Linked DNA regions of Mus musculus: regions 2 and 3 are each linked to region 1. The links are chromatin contacts, called in public HiChIP or PLAC-seq and promoter capture Hi-C maps. All regions are on one chromosome and are shown on one strand. Each heading gives the region's core, a stretch centred on a gene start, on an enhancer-like site or on the middle of the called end of the contact. The rest is flanking DNA. Distances are from core to core; before and after follow the strand shown. Region 1 holds the start of Fam229b (family with sequence similarity 229, member B). Region 2 overlaps Fyn (Fyn proto-oncogene). Region 3 overlaps Fyn (Fyn proto-oncogene).

Evidence for each region. Promoter capture Hi-C pulls out the DNA fragments that hold promoters and counts their contacts. HiChIP or PLAC-seq counts read pairs in DNA pulled down with a chosen protein or histone mark.
Region 2: a contact with region 1 is called in an H3K4me3 HiChIP or PLAC-seq map of bone marrow-derived macrophages, with 2.5 times the contacts expected there. The contact joins the enhancer-like site here to the promoter of Fam229b in region 1. A contact is called at or near these places in 6 of 39 promoter capture datasets (the 3T3-L1 cell line, embryonic stem cells, liver and 2 more), 1 of 115 datasets of contacts at active chromatin or transcription factors (bone marrow-derived macrophages) and 1 of 9 other capture datasets (adipose tissue).
Region 3: a contact with region 1 is called in a promoter capture Hi-C map of embryonic stem cells. The contact joins the enhancer-like site here to the promoter of Fam229b in region 1. A contact is called at or near these places in 15 of 39 promoter capture datasets (the 3T3-L1 cell line, the C10 cell line, the HPC-7 cell line and 9 more), 2 of 15 datasets of contacts at CTCF or cohesin (both in the NIH/3T3 cell line), 7 of 484 Hi-C or Micro-C datasets (the N1E-115 cell line, double positive thymocytes, embryonic stem cells and 4 more), 14 of 115 datasets of contacts at active chromatin or transcription factors (bone marrow-derived macrophages, craniofacial prominence, double positive thymocytes and 8 more) and 4 of 9 other capture datasets (adipose tissue, liver, macrophages and 1 more).

What each region holds. Positions count from the first base shown.
Region 1 is chr10:39,132,476-39,135,175 of GRCm38.p6, forward strand. Fam229b (family with sequence similarity 229, member B) reads right to left here and starts at 1,431. Exons shown (of 5, transcript NM_183254.2): 1 at 1,348-1,431. It overlaps Tube1 (tubulin, epsilon 1), which reads left to right and starts at 1,548. Exons shown (of 12, transcript NM_028006.2): 1 at 1,548-1,632; 2 at 1,731-1,804; 3 at 2,513-2,565. The coding sequence starts at 1,608.
Region 2 is chr10:39,455,025-39,457,724 of GRCm38.p6, forward strand. It overlaps Fyn (Fyn proto-oncogene), which reads left to right. Exons shown (of 14, transcript NM_001122893.1): 3 at 42-111. Among named protein-coding and RNA genes, the nearest start is that of Fyn, 87 kb to the left of the region's middle. Within about 2 kb of position 1,352, at least 64 of the 459 cell types and tissues checked have an H3K27ac peak or open chromatin away from gene starts, as enhancers often do. A contact at or near this core is called in bone marrow-derived macrophages and pre-B cells, where this site is marked.
Region 3 is chr10:39,524,147-39,527,002 of GRCm38.p6, forward strand. Fyn (Fyn proto-oncogene) reads left to right here. Exons shown (of 14, transcript NM_001122893.1): 7 at 1,255-1,358; 8 at 2,635-2,784. Among named protein-coding and RNA genes, the nearest start is that of Gm40627, 65 kb to the right of the region's middle. Within about 2 kb of position 1,510, at least 9 of the 459 cell types and tissues checked have an H3K27ac peak or open chromatin away from gene starts, as enhancers often do. A contact at or near this core is called in embryonic stem cells, where this site is marked.

The DNA of each region.
Region 1 (2,700 bases), core at 181-2,680:
TGGAAACCCCAGATTTGGGGACTTCAATATTAAGACCCAAAGTGTCTGACTACCTTTATCACAGATTGCATGCTTACCAAGAAGCGGGTAAGAGTAAATCCAGCAATTTCTAATTTTTCCTGGCTAAAATCTGCCCCCTTAGTTACAAGAGATGTAAGACACCCAAAGAGAAACATGGAAAGGCCTCTGCAATACATACACCCCACTACAACGTCAAAATTCACATCTTTCAAAACTGTGTAATAACAAACTAAGCTGTATCCTGGCGGCTGAATAAGGTATTCTAACCAATCAATCAATTATTGTGGCTCTTATCATGTTATATATCATATTACATATCATGACAAATTAATAGCAAGTATAATTTAACTTTTGCTAAATGAAGATTAAAGGTTTTGTAGTTTCTCAGAATTTCTGTGGAAAATATTAACTTCATTAAAGCATTAAAGTTAGTGAGGGGATTTGTGTGTGTGCACACTTATGGAAACAAGATGTGAAACATGAAGTGTTTTCCTTAGTTATCCTTCATCTTACTTTGTAAGACATTGTCTCCTATTGAGCCCTGAATCTGACACTCACAGTTTCAGCTAGACTCTGTGGATCTCCCTTCTCCAGCCTTCCAAGCCTAGAGTTACAGGCTCCCAGATTTTTGTTAAGTGCTGGGGTCTGCATTTATGTCCCCGTGCTTCAGAGACAAGCATTTTACTGACTGGGCCATCTCTCCAGCCTAAATTCTTAATTTAGTTCTTAATTAAAGCCTCATTTAATTTGCCCAGTAAAAATTCAATTTCTGAAAAATAACCTTTTTTTCCCCTTTCGAACTTCGTGCCCCACCCCTGCCTTTAAAAAATCTCGTCTACATTGTTCATACATCAAATCAAACGCCTTAACTTTTAACCCATCTTTTCTTTTCCTAGACCCTTGTTCATTGAATATTATGGCTCTCCTTGTCAGCGCCATGTAATATTTTAGGTCATATCTTTTGAGTGCATCGAGTGTATCTTCAATGGCATTGCCGGCTGTTGGAAGTTGGATTTGTGTAGATGTTTTGAATTATCCAGAAATCTTAAGTTTGAAGAGTGCATCGCTTTGGCCTCTGAACTTAGCTGTGGTATTTGGTCGGAGTGTACCTAGCTTCCCTTGTTCCCAGATAAGCCTATTTGTCTGGGGTGTCTCTGTGTTCCTCCACATTCGTTTTCTGTTAGATAACGACACTAGCGGGCATCATCCTGAGAAATCGGACCCACTGTCCTGGCTGTTTAGGCTGTGAGCCTCTCAAAGCCCGTGATCAAAGTTAAAGTCCCTTATCTTAAATGCCTCTCTGAAACCTAGTTACCCGTCAGTTACCAGGGCCTCCGGAGCTGCAGATGCTCAAGGATGTTGACAGGGCAGCTAGGATTTACCTGCCGGAGGCCCAGTCGCTATGGTAACGGCTAGCCGCAAATGTGCTTGCGCAGAAGTCCTGGCCGTAAAGAAACAAGGGCATTACGACATTGGCTACTTGCGGCAGCGACGTGACTTAAGGCCGCCCCTCGTAGGGCGTCGTTGAGCTCGAAAGCTAAGGCGGGAGTTTGGGCGGGAGTGCTCCTGCTGGTCCTCCCGGCGGAATGACCCAGTCGGTGGTCGTACAGGGTGAGCTACCCCCGTCCGCGGGGACCGGGTCGCTGCGGAGCCAGTCACCTGGTTGCCTTCCTAATGCACCTCTCTCTCTTCCTCGCTACTGGCTGCAGTCGGACAGTGCGGGAACCAGATCGGCTGCTGCTTCTGGGACCTGGCGCTGAGGGAGCACGCAGCGGTCAACCAGGTACCCGCCCCTCCTGCCTGTCACCCGGGCCTGCCAGAGTTCACATGAGGTTTGGGGAGGGGTGCTTTGGATCCTGCTACGGGGCCCTGGCTGACCTGGGACTTGCTGTGTAGATCATGTTCTGGAATTTGCAGCGATCCATCTGTCTCTGCATCCCCAGGACTACCACTATCATGCCCAGATTACTTGGGCTTTTTAATCAGTACCATAAATTGCATAGGATCTTCTCATACCGGTCGTGGCTAGTTTCTTTTTAAACGTGTTGCTGTAAGTCACAGGCAGAAGGCACTTGTCAGGAGTTTGGTCTTAAGTTTCCCTGATCTTTAGCAGTCTCCTCCTCCTCCTCCTCCTCCTCCTCCTCCTCCTCCTCCTCCTCCTCCTCCTCCTGTTGTTGTTGTTGTTGTTGTTGTTTTGAAAGACAGTAGATGCTATAGATGAAAGCACTATAAAGTAGGTAAATACATCAAACGACCAAGAATCCCAAGAAATTCCCACTTGGAGTACCAGCTGTATAATCCTACAGGGTGTGCTTTTTTCATCACTGTTAAACTTAGTCAGGGGTTCTCTTGGCATTTTACCTTTAGATGTAATTGGAAGAGTCGACCTAGGTTTCTTTTTCTTAGAGCCCCTTCAGCGTTGTAGAGTTGCTACAGCTAAAAGGGTTTTAGAGAAAATAAACGTAAATGCTATAGTTTGTTTTGTTTCTAGAAAGGAATTTATGACGACGCTATAAGCAGCTTCTTCAGGAATGTGGATACCAGGTAAGTGGGTGAGTCTGTCTCCGCTTGGTAGGACGCCTCCTTTCCCTGTCAGCAGAATCTTAGAGGATAAGGAAACAGTTGCCAGCTAGGACGGTGTCTGCTGTTCTGATCAAAGCGTATTCTCATAGCCCATTT
Region 2 (2,700 bases), core at 102-2,601, 320 kb after region 1:
ACAGATTGTAAATAAGGAGTCTATCTGCATTGTTTTTTCAGAGTCAGTCCGACCGCTGGTTTCGAAGACATGTGGTGTATATAAAGTTTGTGATAGTTGGTGGAAATTTGGGTAAGTGTTGTTCCATTTATTTCTAACACATTTAGTGTAAAATGGTGCCACCGAGAGGTGCCCTGCACTGCCCAGGTATCTTTCAAACCTGCTCTAAACCTCAAATGAACGTTTTTAAGTAAATGTGTCACTAAATTGGTGTTTTCTGACAATATGCCATTTTTCTTGTTAAAACTAACGTTATTAAGTGATATGGGATTTTATAAAAGTCTAGATCTGGGGAAGCTCAAAATAAGGGCCCAGGTCACCATTGTCAATTTAGTTCATGCTCTAAGCCAGCTGTGTAACAGGAGCAACAAATGCACAGGCGAGAGGGATAGTGTTTCCAAAGCCAGGAGTCCAAACGGCCTGCATGTTGACAGAGAGAGAAGCTACCTGCTTGAAGAATGGGAAGTGAAAAAAAAAAAAAAAAAAGTAAGCAGCAACTCTTCCTGGAAGCTGCCCCAGGCTGGAGCAGAAGCTTGGGAGGCAGAGAACTGTCCTGACAGCTGGTGGTGTGGAGGGCAGGCTGTAGTCAGGGGACCTAGGTTAAATCTCTGTACTCATTGTTGCTTTACAATAACCCTCAGAGTCTCGAGCTCTTCTGTAAACGGAGGCCTTTAGTGAGCCGAGTCATGCTGGTGCACAGTAGGTGCTCCACAGCAGCCATGTTTTCCGACAGACTCCTTGTTGGGGACATTTGCCTCTGAAGATAAGCCACTCAGAAGGTGCATGTTTTCAGCAGGAAGACTTGAGAAATGGGACATGTCACTTCCCAGTGACTAGCTACCACAGCAGCTTCTCTGTCATTTTCTCCATAATGAGCCCGGAGATGGGGCATGGGAGGAGGTAAGGGAGAGCGGCTGTTACTTGGGCCTCCTTCTAGAACCCAAGGAAGCCACTGTCAGACAAGCACTGCTAGCTCAGCCTACCTTCCTGCCACGGTTACAGTCGAGTGAGGTCACATCCTTCCAGCTTTTGGTTAAGTTCTGATACTATTTTCATTCATGTCAGTGAGAAGGGACAGAGCGAGGTGCACGATATGTTTGGCTCATATGGGCTTTTATTTCCAACCCTTCCTTTTGATTTTACCGTGGTTACGTGCCGTGGTTATGTGCCTTTGCCGACATCGATTATTGAACTAACAGTTTGGCTTACCTGTGTTTGGGAGAGAACCAGCCTTGTTGCTGCTGTACAGAGTGCTGATATTAAAGCCACATGTCTCATCTGTGGGACAAGGACATGGACGTGGCCTCAGGAGGTCTCTACAATAATCTCTAAAGAGCCAGAAAGTGTCTTCAGCAACATTTTAACCAGAGGCTTCAAGTCTTCTCAGAGATAAAGAGGAACTTGCCCGGGCAGCTCACTGGGAGGTCTAACATTGCCACTGGAGGGAATAGCCCACTCGGCAAGTTTAATTAGTACAATACAGGATTTATTTCAGAAATAACTAGGGATATAACGGTCCCAAGCCTGTAGCAATACTTACTTTTGGGAGGTGAGAATGCTCATTCTGATTTGATTGTCAGACACTGTGTACATGCATTGACTCATTGTGCTGAGCCCAGATGGTTTGTCTTAATAGAAAATAACATAATAAACAATTAGGGGACACTAGGAAATTGTTTGAGAAGAGTGACCAAATTGTTCCATATCTTAATCGTGGTGTTATTTCTACAACTGTGGGCTTTTGTGGAAACCCACAGAACTGTACTGTAAGGAGACTGGGTTTTCTTCTGTGGGAATGAAAGATGGAAAGAGTGAGTTGTAGAAGACAGTTATCTCAGCTTGTTAAAGTGTGATGGTGGAGAGTGAACTGCATGTGGGATGGGGACTTAGGCTGAGTCCCACAGTGCCTGTCACACGGAGGTAATGTGACAAATGCTTAAGTGCCCACTACGCCACCTGCCGATCTTAGATAGGTTATGTTGGTGTCCCACACACTTGTCTACCATGTTTAGATGATCTCCTCCTTCTGTCACCCCCTGTCCTCTGAACTAAACAACCCCCCGCCCCCCGTCTTCCTTCCCTCTTGTTATGTCCATGTCACACCCCATCCCATGAAGCTCTTAGCAGAGGCTCCTGCCTTACAGTTCCTCCCTGTGCACCTGCCCAGCACTGAAGCACTACGCCTGTCAGGATCTGGCTGGAATGCCTTGCTGTGTAGATGTTAGTAGACACCTAGCCCTAAACTCCGTCCCACCCATCACTCTCAGGACTGAGCCCACTGATGGGTCATGCAGGTGGTCTGTTTTGTGGGCTTCTGAGAATGGAGAAAGGAGGGCAGCGTAGCAAATCCACCTTCCCCGTCCGGGTGAAACAGTCTTGGCACTCTCAGCTGAGGCCGTGGGCAGACTGCTGTGGACGAATCTCTGAGGCGCAAGCGTTTCCCAGATTCTCATTCCTCGTTATGACTCAAGAAATGTAAGACTCTTAAAGCTACAGCTTGTGAATATTTTGAGATGGCCAAGATTCTCCCTCTCCTTTAGGCCATATCATCGTGAAAGATAAATGCAATGAGGAATAAAAACAGTGGTTCTCATCTGAGGTCAGTGCGCCTTCCAGGCGGTGTTTGGTGATGTCAAGGATGCTGCTAAATGCCCTGCAGTA
Region 3 (2,856 bases), core at 260-2,759, 390 kb after region 1:
TTACACAGCATTTTAATTGAGTTACTGATACAAACCAAAAAAAGACATTTCTCACATAGCTGGTGTCGTATCCTTTACAGCAGCTATTGCTACGCTGGGATTGTGGAGAGTTTGGGTACTTCTCAAGTCACTGAAGGTGACGCTCCTTCGGTGAAATTCTTTGACTCACAGAAGGATCTGATGGTGAACTTCCTAGCTACATTCAGGCATGGTGAATTGAAGCTTCATTTTTAAAACCATTTGCTTTCATAGATGAATACTGTGATGGTTTGGTCCTGAAAGCTGCTCCTACTCACAGATTCTGGTGGAATGTTCCAGAACTCTCCCTTGGGCTCTTGGCATACTTATCCTCTCATATACAATCCAGTGCTGAAATGTGAACGGATTGCCGGGCGTTGGTTAGGACTCAGCAGCTCAAGTGGAGAGACAAAAGACGCATTCCGGTCCTGAGGAGGCCTGTGAGGCTTCCTGCCACGGCACAAGTGTGCTGTCAGTGCTGTTGCAAGGGAATGTTAAAATGTCTGCACCACCGACTCATTTTTATGGACATGCCCATTAACCGTGCACAGCTTTCTCTCAGATGTGCAGTAAGCAATCCCTGCAGCTGTGTCAGAGAAGCGCAACTGCAGGGCACAGGCCAGGTACTTGGTAAACGCTCCTCACGAATGCTGGACAGGGAGAGAAAATCAAACCAGGCTTCCAAGAACAGCAGCCATCTCAGATCAGGGGTAGAGCTGAGTTCCCGTCTTCAGAATTCCTGTAGGTAGAGACTAAGTAGAAGTGTTATCTGTCTTCCTTCTTTATCCATCCTGAGTGGGCTCCTTTAAAAAAAAAATCATGCTTGATTGATGATCCTTATACTAGAGCTGAGTCTTGGTATTTCCCAGGAGTTGTAATTATGCTCAGAAATCAAGGGTCGTACAGCTGAGCTATGGAATCGTCCCCTGCAGTTGGCATTTCAAACAAGGTGGTGGGTTTCTCTCTGTGCGTGCAGGTGGCATTTCACACACACATCCCTGTCGTCCTGGAGGGAAGGAACACAATCCATGATTCAAGATTTTTTTTTTTTTAAGAATGGAAGAGATGCAGAGTGGATAGAATCAGGAAAGATTGAAAAAGGACTGAATGAAGCTAGAAAAAACTAGTTTGGGGCAGTGGAAGCAACATTAGAGGCGAAGGAATTTGTGGAGGAAAAGCTAGCTACATTGCTCAGTCACAAGTGTATTTATTTTCTTGCCTGTGTCTCCCTTGAAGGTGGTACTTTGGAAAACTTGGCCGCAAAGATGCTGAGAGACAGCTCCTGTCCTTTGGAAACCCAAGAGGTACCTTTCTTATCCGCGAGAGCGAAACCACCAAAGGTAAGCTAAGGAGAGGGCAAAACTGATGTGCTGTTCAGATCTGAAGGTCTTTGGGATCGGAAGGCGTGGCTCTTGCCTGGTCCGGGGCCTTCTAGCCTGAGCCTCCTGCTGCTCTCCAGCTCCCCTGAAGACGCTGGAACTGCATTTAGCTCCCAGAGATGATCGGGCTCAGAGGGAGGCGCCTCCAGAAACAGAGGCCAGGCTTCCGCCTCAGCTCAGACTCCGTCCTGTTCTCCTGTTCGAGTGAAGGGCGGGAACTTGGTTTTTCTTACCTTTTTGATTTGGGGTGTGTGTGTGTGTGTGTGTGTGTGTGTGTGTATTTTCAAGACAGTGTTTCTCTGTGTAGCCCTAACTGTCTTAGAACTCACACTGTAGACCAGGCTGGCCTTGAACTCAGAGATCCACCTGCCTCTGCCTCCCAAGTGCTAAAATCAAAGGTCTGCCTGCCCTACCACCACCCAGTTTAAATTTGTTTTTCTTTCCTTCCACTCTGTTTTGTTAGTGGAGGACTCCTTCCTCTTCCCTCTGTTTAATAACTCACTTCAGCAGGCAGAGGGGCAGAGAACCATGCTGCCACACACTGGTGACCTGTCCCTGTGCAGATTGCCAAGCAGAGCTTTGGAGCTTCCTGCTAGGGGATAGACTTCCATTTCTTTTGTTCCCACCCTCTGTTCCTCCCGCACCCCTGCCTCCCATCAACCACCTCTGTCCCCACCCCTGCCTCTCCACCAACCACCTCTGTCCCTACCCCTGCCTCTCCACCAACCACCTCTGCCCCCACCATCCCTGCCTCACACACACACACACACACACCCACAGCCCCACCACACACACACACACACATATGCCATCCCTGTCTCCCAGCCCCTCACTATCCCTGCCTCTCAGCTAGGCCACAGGAAATGAAAGCAGGAGGCAAGCTCACCTGGAGTCTGCTCTTCATCTATCCCAGTGGGATTTGGTCTGTGCAATATTAGACAACACAAGAAACTGAAAGGAAACTTTGAGAAAAACCAGAAGTTTTTAGTTCCAAGAGCAAAGTCAACTGTATTGCTAACATCTCTGAACACTGGCAGGATAGCAAAAGTTGTCTTTGTCCTGTTACAGAGTGGAGATATATCTGTCTCTTTCGTATGTGTGTGTGTGTGTGTGTGTGTGTGTGCGCGTGCGCATATGGTTTGTAATAATTATTAATCAGAATAGTCACATAAATGAGGCCTGCAGAGCAGACTGGGGCTCCGATGATTGGTGTGGCTAATGCTTGCACGTTTACCAGGTGCCTACTCACTTTCCATCCGTGATTGGGATGATATGAAAGGGGACCACGTCAAACATTATAAAATCCGCAAGCTTGACAATGGTGGATACTATATCACAACGCGGGCCCAGTTTGAAACACTTCAGCAACTGGTACAGCATTACTCAGGTAACCCCAGTGCCGTCACCGTCACCGTCACCGTCACCGGTTAGAAACTGGAGGCTGTGAGGGAGGAGGAGG